Regions from separate parts of the Ovis aries genome. Here region 2 is linked to region 1. Evidence: chromatin contacts called from public Hi-C data. All regions are on one chromosome and are shown on one strand. The core of a region is the stretch at or near the end of the contact, and the rest is flanking DNA. Distances in the headings are between cores, read along the strand shown. Region 1 overlaps PPFIBP2 (PPFIA binding protein 2). Region 2 holds the start of PPFIBP2 (PPFIA binding protein 2).

Region 1 (5,680 bases), core at 825-3,324:
AGGAGATGAAGCTGAGGCCCATGCCAGAAGGCTACAGCATCTCTGCTGTGACGGGAATGGAGGCGAGTTCCAAAAAGAGGCCGCCTCTTTCCCCTCCGTGCAGGTAAGCTTGTGGTGACCTAGGGGTGAAGCTCTCAGGGGGAGTGGAGCCCATAAGGAGCTGGAAACAGCCAACTAGTGAGAAGCCAACCAGTAAGACTCTGATGCTATGAAAGATTGAAGGCAGGAGGAGAAGGGGGCAACAGAGGATGAAATGGTTGGATGGCGTCACCAACCTAATGTCCATGAGTTTAAGCAAACTCTGGGAGTTGGTGATGGACAGGGAAGCCTGTGTGCCACAGTCCATGGGGTTGCAAAGAGTCAGACATGACTGAGCGACTGAACTGAACTGAGTGAGAAAGGGAGGGGTGATTAGACCCAGTGAGCCTGGTTCCTGGGAGGTGCCCAAGCAATACTAGAGCCAGCAGAGTCTCCAGATGGAGCATCTCTGGGGGCTTCTCTAATAGCCGGGTACACACATTCTTCATCCACAAGGCATCGGACTGTCCCACTGTTTAATCACTTCAGATGTGGGTCCACGGGATTTTTTGGTGAAAACCTGAGGTTTCAGGGACTAAAGTCTGAGCAAAGACAAACCCAGAAGCAGCAGAGGGGAGGGTGGGTAAGGGGAGAGCTTGGCAGAGACCCTCCAGAGGGACTGTATTCTGTGCTACTTTCTGGAAGTGGGGTTCATGGAACAGGCCTGGCCTCCCAGGGGAACCCAGGCTCTCCTTGGCCAGGCTGCAGGTGTCCTGCTCAGCGTGTTCAGGCAGGTGGAAGGGAATGGACCAGGTGAGGCAGTGTGGGAGGGAGGGATGAGCCAAAAGGCCAGCTCTATGCCACCCTCATGTGGATGTGAGTGGACTTCGTTTCCCTCCTCTGGGACTCAGTTTCCCTACCGGAAATGACAGCTGGTTTGACAATACCTCTGTAGGATCTGGCCACGCATTCCAGTTCTGCAGTTTAAGGGCTTTAGAGCAGCCCCCTGGTAACCATCAGTCCCTGCCTTCCTCAGTCTGGACTTTTGTTAAAAATATATTTATTTATTTAACTGTGCTGGGTCTTAGTTTCGGCATGCAGGATCTAGTTCCCTGACCAGGGATTGAACCCTGGGCCCCCTGCATTGGGAGTGTGGATTCTTAGTCCCTGAACCACCAGAGAAGTCCCTCAGTCTGGACCTTTAAGTTTGCAAAGTAGAGACAAATTAGGGAACCTCTCTTGGTATAGCTGCTCCATGTCAGGGCTCAGCCAAAGCCGTCATCTCTGGAGCGGTGAAATGGGATGCCCTGACCGGGGAGCCTCCTCTGAGCCTGCTCAGCTGGTCCGGGGAGGTGAATCCCATCTTAGGTCTCACCTCTGTCCGTCTATATATCAGATATTCATGTGCCCTCAGTTACCTTCTTAACCAGATTCTCCAGAAATAAGGAAATAAACCAGACCCAGGAGGGCACATGGCCACCCCCCACCAGCCCCCATCCGCTCAGCCACCTTGTCACAGATGGCGGCTCCTCAAACAAAGCCCCTGCGTTCCTGCCAGAGTCAGCCTGCAGTCTTTCATTCTGGCCAGAGGAGCAAATCTGTTCACCATATTGAAAAGCCAGAGTTTAGGGGGAGAAAAAAAAGGATGGAGGAAGCTGTTTTATGAATTATAAGCCGTCAGCTTGCCCTGCAATTCTCTGTATCTCTGTCCTCCACCTAGGGCCTGGAGTGAGAGATGGATGGATGGGGTATTTGTGTGGCAAATGCGTTCATTTTGAAAAGTTACAGGCAGGAATTATATAGGAAAATGTTGGCTTTCTGGATGTTAGAAAAGGGGAAATTTGGTGATTGTTTTTCATTAAAAAAAAAAAAAAATGAAGGCTTTGTGAGTCAGTTTCCAGTGTGTGTCCTGCTATAGGTGTGAACTTGAGAGCTCAGACTTGTAGGTACTTTCTCTCCTGTCCTCTCTCCTGATGCCTGGTGTGCGGGTTGGAGGAGGGCCCTTGTCTCTGTGCAGTACTGGAAAAAGCCACTAGGTGGGAGTCAGGGACAAATGCTGGAAAGTCTAAAGCTCAGGAACCCGCTTTGTGAGAAAAATAACTGCCTGCTTCCGCTCACCCCCAGCCAGCCACGTTGAAAGAGGACATAAGCTCCTCTCATTAGTGAAGTTGCTGGACAGTGTACCTGAGTCAGCTGGCAAAAAGAATTATTTTCCTTGGAAGCCAGTGGACAAAGGATAGGCCTGGGATGCCTCCACTGCTTGTGCCCCCGCCCTTCTCCTTGGGGGAGGAGACCAGAGGGATGACTGCTGGTCCTGGGAGCAGAGGTCTGACCTTCCATTATCAAAGCTAAGAAGCTCTCTCCAGACACCTTTAATCCCAGTGCCTTTTACTAGCACACTATTACTTAGGATGGCTCTCCATTTCCTGACCTGTGTTTTTCAGGCCCTGTCCTAGAGAGGTTTCCTATACCTTGGGGATTTTGAAAGTTTTTTTTTTCCTGGCATAACACCCCAAACTGGGGCCTTTAGCCATTGCAAACTTAGCAGTTTTAATTTTCCTGAATTTGGGTGTTTTTTTTTTTTTTGCCCTCTTCCAAGTAATTGCACCTTACTAAAATTCTGGAGATCTGGATTCTTTCAGACCTGACTCGAGACTAGTTCAGCCCCTAAGAACCAATGTTTATAAATGAGCAAGAATGTGCAAACACTGGTGGGAGAGCAAATAAATCCTTCCCCGCTCAGTTTCCTGCTCCGGGCCCAGGGGACATGGTGGGCGGTGTTGCCGGGTTAGCATGACCTGAGGTCTGAGCATGTAGACACCCGCCCACCCTCTGCCTGCAAAGAGGGCATGCCAGAGTCACAGCGCTGGGCGTCCTGCCCTTTCAGGCAGGTAGGAAGGTTCAGGAGGAGTCGTACTTCAGGCAAACTGCTCAGTAGCCTGTGCTCCAAGGAACTTCTGAAAATAGTTTCCTTTTACTCCTCAAATATAGTCATTAAGACTGGCAGGATGGGGAGACTGTTAGCGATGCCCAGTCTCGGGCCCGATTCCCAACCTGCTGGGCCTGAATCTGCATTTTTACAAGAGTGCCCTCTGTCCCTGGAGATTCATTATAGAGAGACATCATCCTCACCCGGGGGTCAGCAATCTAGGGTCTGTATTTGGTCTGCTGCCTATCTGTTATTCCCTGAAAGCCAAGCATGATTTTTTGTGATTTCCAGTGATTGATGGGAAATCACAAGAAGACTAATTTGTGATGTGAAAATGATGTGAAATTTAAATCTTACTGTTCACACACACACATAAAGTGTCACTGGAACACAGCCACCCTCACTGGCTTCCACATTAGCTGTGGCTGCTTTTGTGCTGTAAATGAGAGAGTCGACTGTAACAAACCATATGGCCCGCAAGCCTGAAACGTTTGCCATCTGGCCCTCTACAGGCAGAGTGTGCCGCCCCTTCTGTTACCCATTTTGGAGACGGGTCTTCATGCCTGGACACTGTGGGTACCTGGGCTATGGGGCCAGGATGCTGTTGCACAAGCAGGACCTTGCAGCCCAAAGGACCACCCACGGTCCTCAGGCCGTCCCTTCCTCTCCCAGAGGTAGGCTCACGGTGCAGCATGCCTGCTGAAGGACATAAGCCTGTGTTTGATGTATCAGGGTGTCCTGGCACCTATCATCATGGCCCAGAGGCCAAGGCTCAGCCCTGAGCTGGAGCTCAGGATGCAGGCCAGAGGTCAGCTGACTAGCTCATGACCCTTCTCTGTCCATAGTTGTGCCTGATTCCTGGCCACCAGCAGGAGGAGCAAATCTCAGAACTCCATCCACAGTCATTCCCGCATACGTGGGATTCCAGCCAGATAAGCAGCTCTCCTGAGGTCTCCCCGCTGGACCCTGGGATGAATTCACTGATGGCTCTGGCCTCATAGGTGTGTTTTCACTCCCGCAAATGATCAGGTGCCTGCTCTTTGCCTTCAGCTGGCTGCCTCATGTTCCAGACAGTAATGAATTGAGTCTCACTGACCTTGACTTGCTTTTGGGAAGGCTCTGAGGGCTATAGGGTTACCGTAATGAATCTTATTGGTGTATCCTGTGTGGCTCCTGAAGACTTCTCCCTTTAGTGATGGATCCAGGGAGTCCCTGAGGCTCTGCCTCGCAGGGCAGTACAGTAGAAGTGGGACCACCCCCACCATGCTTAATAAGGGCAGCCTAATCCTTTCCAAGTAACTACTTAGATGGGCTAAAACCCAGGCTTTCAATCTTTTGGGAGTCATGGATCATTTTGATGATCTGATGAAAACTATTTCAGAGAAATAGTGATTTATACATACTCATAGTGCTTTGTATACATTTTACGGATGTAGTCAAGAGCCTGTCTGATCCCCCAAAGCCCCTCTGTGACTCACTGTGAGGAGCCTCTGGCTGGGTGGGCTTCTGAGTGAGGGGGCACAGCTATGGGTTTGATCCTATGCCTTTAGAGTGCTATTTGTGGATTGAGTTAATTACAATATAAAATTTAGGGTTTCAAAGGAAAAAAAGAACTGAGGTAAGAATTACTACTTGAGGTACCATAAAAATATGTCAAGAATTTAGCTGCAGTTTATCTGGATTTCCTCCCTCCTCCCCTCTTCCCTACTCTCTTCTCTCTTCCCCTCCTGCCTCCTGTCTGTCTCCTCTCCTCCCGTTCCCTCCTCCCCTCCTGTGCTCCCCTTCTCCCTGTCCCCTCCCATTCCTCTTCCCCTCTCTCCCCCTCCCTTCCTCCTCCCCTCCCGCTTCTCTTTCCCCTCTCTCCCCTTTTCCTGCCCTCCCCGCCCCCCCAACCTCCAATTCATCACACATGAGTTGAGCTAATAGATGAAGCTGACCCTATCTCTCTTCTCTGAGTCAAGCATCTTTACCTCTGGGGAGCTCATTCCCTCCAAGTAGTTTCAGGCTTATCTTGCCAGTTTCACCATTTGAGCCTCATTCTTTCATTCAAAGATCATTGAAGTTGTTACTGTGTGCTAAGAATTGTGCTAGGTGTAGAAACTAGAGATGTGAATCAGAGCTCAGACACATGTCCTCCTGTCTGAAGTGGGAACAGGTGTGATTGAGTACCACAGGGCAGGCAGTGATGTGGGGAGGGGCATGGGTAGCAGGGAGCCAGCCCACGTGCAGTGGAAGGCAGCTACATTGCTGTCCAGTCCTCTCTTTTCTCCTCTCACACTGGAACCTTCCAAAGGATACCAGTCTTTCTCCAAGGGTGTACAGGCCTTTCCCCATACAGACCCTCAAATTGACTTTGCTTCTTCCTCCCCAGCACCCCAGAAATACCTTTATTACGTGGCACGTGGAAATTCTTCATTTGCCCAGAGCAGGAAGTTGGTTTCAGTTGCTTTGGATGCTGGGCAAATGTGTATTGACCAAAATGAAGACTTTTCCAGGTTTTTAGACAGGAAAAAAAAAAAAAAAAAAAAAGAAAGGTCTAGCTACCCCTGCAACCTTAGGGATCTTGACTAGCACATCCTGCCCTCGTCCAGGTCAGGGGACCTCAGCAAGTAGGGCTCGCACTGCACTCTGGAACTGGGCCAGAGGCAGAAGGCGGCTTGAGAGCTCAGGGCATGGGCAGCTGAGCCTGCTTTTTCTTTCTGGCCTCTGATCTGGGTGTGTCTCCAGGAATCT
Region 2 (5,680 bases), core at 1,328-3,827, 66 kb before region 1:
AATAACATTACCTGTTTCACAGGGAAAAGGAATGTGCCTCACAGATGAGGGTAGCAGGGGCATTAATCAGAGTGGGATTACTCATAAATCCTGCATACACGGTTCCTTTGGAGGCGCAGAGAGGCTGCCTGTGATGTGCTGTCTACCATTCATGTGTGATATGCTTTGCTTTGACAGTTATGCAGGGCACACCTGCCACTAACATCACACTCTCATGCCTTAAATTTCTGTAGCTAGAATCACTTTTTTAGGTTAAGACATTTTCTCCTGGAAGCCCCCGTTAACAGGGCACTTTGTTTCCTGGGAGCCAGGGGTAAACATGTAGGTCTGTGGACACTTCTTGGGCTTCTTTCAGATGAGCTTTTCAGTTCTGGTCTCTTGTTGGATTTTACTGAGGATTGAAGCTCCTAAGATCTAGACCAGTGGTTCTTAAACCTGACTGCACCTAAGAATTACCTGAGGAGCTTTTAAAAATCCTGATGCCAAGCCATACCCCCAGATCATTCAATCAGAGCCTCTGGAGGAGGGACAAGACAGTGCTGTAATTTTTAAGTTCCCTCCCCTAAAATGGTTCCAAAGTGTGAGTAAGCAGGAAAGTCAATTATTTACACCATTTTTAAAAAATTAAAGTATAATTGATATACAATGTTGTATTAGTTTCAGGTGTACAGCAAAGTGATGCAGTATATTCTTTTTCACATTCTTTTAATTATAGGTTATTACAAAATATTGAATATAGTCCCCTGTGCTATACAGTAAATCCTTGTTTATTATATAAATTAGTGTGTACCTGTGTGTGAAGTCGCTCAGTCGTGTCCGACTCTTTGCGACCCCGTGGACTGAAGCCCACCAGGCTCCTCCGTCCATAGGACTCTCCAGGGAAGAATACTGGAGTGGGTTGCTGTTTCCTTCTCCAGGGGATCTTCCCCACCCAGGGATCGAACCCAGGTCTCCTGCATTGCAGGCAGATGCTTTAAACTCTGAGCTACCAGGGAAGCTGCTAATCCCAAACTCCTAGTTTATTCATCACTCCCCTTTCCCTTTCGGTAACCAGAATTTATTTTCAATGTCTGTAACTTACACCATTTTTAAAGATGATTTTTAAAAAGTAATGTATAGTTCTAAAGAACAGACTACCATTTTCTGAGGACTGCAGGTCCACTAGGGCAATAACATGTGGGATCTGGAAACACCCATGAACTCGTGTGAACCATGGCAGCCGCCTCTATAAAAGCCTCTGAGCTATTTTAAGGAAGTGAAAGAGAACTGAAGAGTGTCCTGTTGTAACACAACTCTTGTGGGCCCCAGCCTTCCTCTGCTGGCTTTGCCCTTGGCCTGCCTCTGGCCAGGTTCCTGCAGTGACCAGAGTCTCATGTTTGCCAGGGTGGCTTAAGTTTTGTTTGCATGTACAAGTCTGGGCACACTGGTAATTTCAGACCATCAGGATAATATAAAAAATAATGTGTCTTGTGGAGTTGATCAACAACCCAGCCTGTAGAAATGTAGATAAAAACTGAGGTTAGGGAGGTAGTGACTCCTGCCAGAGCTGGGGACTATGCCAGAGTCCTTGGTGTCGATGCCATCTGAGGCCCACAGGGATTTTAATCCGCTGAACTGAGCAACCAAGTCTTGGGGCCCAGACAGGGCAACAATCTAGCAGTACCACCAAAGGGGATTCATGCCCTACACCGGGAGAAGGCCTTGGACTAGGTCCCCAAAGGCCCAGTCCTGCCCCGATCCTATAGTCCATTCCTGTGCTCAGCAAAGCTTTTGTTGTGCCTGTGGAACCCCCGCCTAAATGCTGGGCACAGGACAGGACTACTTGTCCCCAGCTGTTCACAAGAACGGGCGCCGGCGCCGTTGACTGACGCTGACCGCTAGAGGGACCTCCACTACAGGTCGCGGGGTTCGAGAGCGGCCAGATCCTAGGGTGACTCAGTCTTCCGAATTGGGGGCGCTCAGAGACAAGAAATGAGACTGCCATCAGGCCAACCTCAATTTGAACTAGATCGCTTGGGCCCAGAAGTCCGCACACCCGACGGTTGCTGCTCTGGGACTGCCTCTAAAACATTCTTTCTATGACAACTCTTTTTGCAATTCTCGACCCAAGTTCCCTTTCTGCTTTTCGCTTTTCTTCCCTATGGCCAAGGAACGGTGCTCAAGGTCTGGAGAAGCCCAGGGAACAGGGAGCCGAGGACCGCCAGGCATCACCCGGGGCAGGAAGGGTGCTGGAGAGGGAGGTGACAAGGGCAGGGGCGGGGCTCTTAGGGGGCGTGGCCGCCGAAGAGAGGCGGGGCTTAGGGGAACGGTAAAGTCGGCTTAGGAGGCGGTGCTGGAGCTGGGGCTGGGCGGGGCTGGGGCTGGACCGGCCGGGGCTGAGCAGGTCCGAAGGGGCGGGGTTGACGAGGCAGGTCGCTAAGGAACTAGAACTCGTGGCGGTTGGGTCCCTGCGGGCTGCCACGGAGCCTAGAGGGAGGGGGCGTGGCGGAGGGGCGGTCCCGGGGGAAGGTGGGCGGTCTGGGAGCCGGCGCTCCTGGACTAGCCTCCCGAGTCTGCCGTGGGTCCCCGCCCCCGTCACGTGGGCTCCGGACGCGGCCGCTGCCGGTCGGTCCGCTGGTTGGTCGGTTAGTTGGTCGGTGGGTCAGTGGCCTGCTGTTCGTTTCTCGGCTCTCATGTTCGGAGGTGGGGGGGACAAGTGAAAGGCCCGCACACCTGAGCTGTCCGGAGAGGAGCCCCAAACTCAGGTCAGTGGGTTCTCCCCACGCCCCCCGGGCCCACTGCGCAGGCTGAACTGGGAGCCCCCGCAGGGGAATTGGCTTAGGAACTGAGATCCCCGAGTGTATCCCAGACGCGAGGGCGGGGACCCTCCTCCCCTTCTTTTGCCAGATTGCGAGGAGACTATAACTCCTGGGGATTTGCTTCGTGTCTCCTCCCAGTCCTGTCTGGAGTCTACGGACTGTCCGCGCCCCTACAGGTGCCGGGATGGCCCTAGAGATGCGCAGGGTGGCCAGTCATCCTAGTTGTGTGTAGTGTGTCAGAGCTCTGCTCAGTCGGTTGGAGCAGCGGCGTAGTCTAGAGAGATAGCCCAAGGTGGTCGGGAAGCTTACGGTCCGTTTTGCCCAAGCAAATCGATGTTCCACAGAGCGTGCGTCCAGCTACAACGCCTTAGCTGAAATCAACTCTGTATTGTAATTGGAAAAATGCAACAGGCTTTTCCAAACCTCAAGCCACAGCGTCCCAATAGACGGCAAAACGGGGATGGTTCTGTTTGAAAGAGGGTTCCTCTCCTTCATGACATCCTGACTCCAGACCTTCAGTTGTTACTCAGATGAAAATAAGATTATATATTTAAAGACCAGGGCTTCCAAAGTGCGCATAAGATCAAAACAGGCACTCTAGCCAGCATTTAGTCAGTCCTCTTAAAAGACAAATCCAGAGCATTTTTACTTTTAGAGCAGCTGGATGTTTGTCTCCCTTTGTATATTTTAGTTCACTTCCTGTCTCATATCTTTCTCCCAGTACCTTAATCAATTATACTACAAATCTGCAATGTTACCAAATTTTATGTTGCATTCTATGAAGTTTAATGCCCAACAAAGGCAGTTGGCTGTACACAGAATTCATCTTCTGTTTGTTCAGTCTTTGCTTGTTATTTGTACTACATGAAAAAATACTTGATTTAGAGGTTTTCTTTTTTACTTGAGGCTTAGGTAGTCTGTATGTAATCTGCTTATATTTAGATGATTTTGAAGTGGGAGATGAGGGGGAATGGTGGACTTTTACTGCACTCGTTCATAATTTTTACTTAATAATACATTATTGTTAGTATTACTTGAGATTCAGTGATGTGCCAGTTATTAGCATATTGCTACTACAGAGATAAACAGCATTATGGTCTCTTTACTGGGTCAGCTATGTGCCACAGGTGCCTGACAAGTAGAATGAAATAAATGGTATGAAGGAGGTAAGAGCAAAGTGTTGTAGGAATTTATTTTTCATCTGACTGTGTAAAACCTGGGATAATTTCAGGAAGGGGGTGACACGTGCATGGTGGACCTTGAAGGATTTCTCCAGGCAGAGGTAGGTAGAGTGTCACCTGCCCTGTGAGAGGCAGGCAAGCACTTCATAGCCTGAGAAGTAGCAAGTGGCTCAGCTTGACTCCAGTGGCAAGTGAGAGACAATAAAGCTGGTGATGAGGAAGAAACCTGTTCCCAGCGGGCCATGAAGGCCAGGTGGAGAAGTCTGGGCTTTGAAATCATGAGCCTCAATAATGGCTTTTAAGCAGGAGATTGATTGATGGTTGTCTGAATTTAAAGTCTGGGACCTTGGCCCTTGACCCTTTCAGCCTCCCAAACCTCTAGCCCAGTGGAGAAAATCTAGTAAATATTTGTGGAATGAATGATCTGGCAACACTTGGTAGCAGTGCTTTTCAACCTTTAACAAGCTTAAGAGTCACCTGGGGATCTCGTTCAAATGCAAATTCTGATTCCTAGGTCGGGGTGGAACCTGACATTCTGCATTTCTCGGAAGTTCTCAGCAGTACAGCCCCTTCACTTATGTATAGCAAGGATTTAAAAAAAAAAAAAAAAAACAGTTTGCAAACCTGGCTGAGACTCAGAATTGCCTAGGGAGCTTTTAAAATTACTCAGATTAAGTAGGTCTGGCATGTTCTTACCAAATTCCTCTGTGATTCTAATGAAGGCCAAGTGGAAACTGCTGGGTAAGAGACCCTCAGGTTGGTGAAGCCCAGCGGAAGATCAATTAAGATAGAAGTGACTAGGGCCTGTGCTGGATCCCAGAGAGGATACAGGTAGGAGAGACTAGAGAGACAGAATCTATGGGCTAGGGGGCCAGATGGAGAAGTGAGGAGGGAGGAACAGTCCTGAAAGAATTGCGCTCTCGAAAAGGAATGGCGTACGTAGCCTTAGGCTGTCACATTTGCGGTAATTTTTGGAAGCTGTTTTTCACTTGGCTATCAAAAACATTTCCTTCCTGATACATAGATTTGTTCATGACACTTCTGCTTGAAATCTTCTGGTGGATCCCCTTTTGCAAAACATGGGAAGGAATAGCTAATATGAACAGCACCGTTGAGGCATTTAAATGTTGAGGCAATAAACTTAAAGGTTTATTAAGTTGCCAGACTGAGCACCCTCATTCAAGAAGTAATCACTCAGGGGAAAAAAAAAAAAAAAAGATGTCACACTGTCATCACTTGGTGTGGGCACAACTAGGCTGACACTCTTGGCAGCTTTGTGTTTTCCTGAGTCTCTATTTTTCCTGCTTCCTCCTTCCTCAGAGCAGTTCCACTTGTTTTCCTAGCATCGTGCTTTGGTTTCAACACTTGATGACACCTGTGTGTCTCAGTTTTTGCAGAATCCAGTGCTGGTCCCAGAAGGGTGGGCTGTATCCTTTATAGACTCTGAAAGCCAGGACTTGCAGATCTTCATGAGGGCCATTCTTATCTCTCATGCAGTGAATGCTCTGCTAGGAGAAGCTGTCTTAGAGCATCTGTTTACCTTTAGACCTAGATCTCCTCAAGGCTTTGAGAGTTCCAGGGTGCTGCTCACTCTCAGCTTTATCTTTGGGAAATTTATGATTTCTGTTAGTGCTTCTAGGTAGTCCTTACTACGGTGCTTCCTTGTAATTCTTACTTTGATTTCCTCTTTCAGTCACAAAC

What was found. A called contact is a pair of places that touch in the nucleus more often than the background predicts.
Region 2: a Hi-C map of hypothalamus shows a contact between it and region 1, with 4 times the contacts expected there. The contact joins the promoter of PPFIBP2 here to the enhancer-like site in region 1. A contact is called at or near these places in 2 of 16 Hi-C or Micro-C datasets (hypothalamus and liver).

What each region holds. Positions count from the first base shown.
Region 1 is chr15:44,804,890-44,810,569 of ARS-UI_Ramb_v3.0, reverse strand. The region is part of intron 3 of PPFIBP2 (PPFIA binding protein 2); the gene reads left to right. Among named protein-coding and RNA genes, the nearest start is that of PPFIBP2, 66 kb to the left of the region's middle. Within about 2 kb of position 2,074, at least 21 of the 54 cell types and tissues checked have an H3K27ac peak or open chromatin away from gene starts, as enhancers often do. A contact at or near this core is called in hypothalamus, where this site is marked.
Region 2 is chr15:44,871,114-44,876,793 of ARS-UI_Ramb_v3.0, reverse strand. It overlaps PPFIBP2 (PPFIA binding protein 2), which reads left to right and starts at 2,577. Exons shown (of 26, transcript XM_042233096.1): 1 at 2,577-2,744. OLFML1 (olfactomedin like 1) reads left to right here. Exons shown (of 3, transcript XM_004016189.6): 3 at 1-779.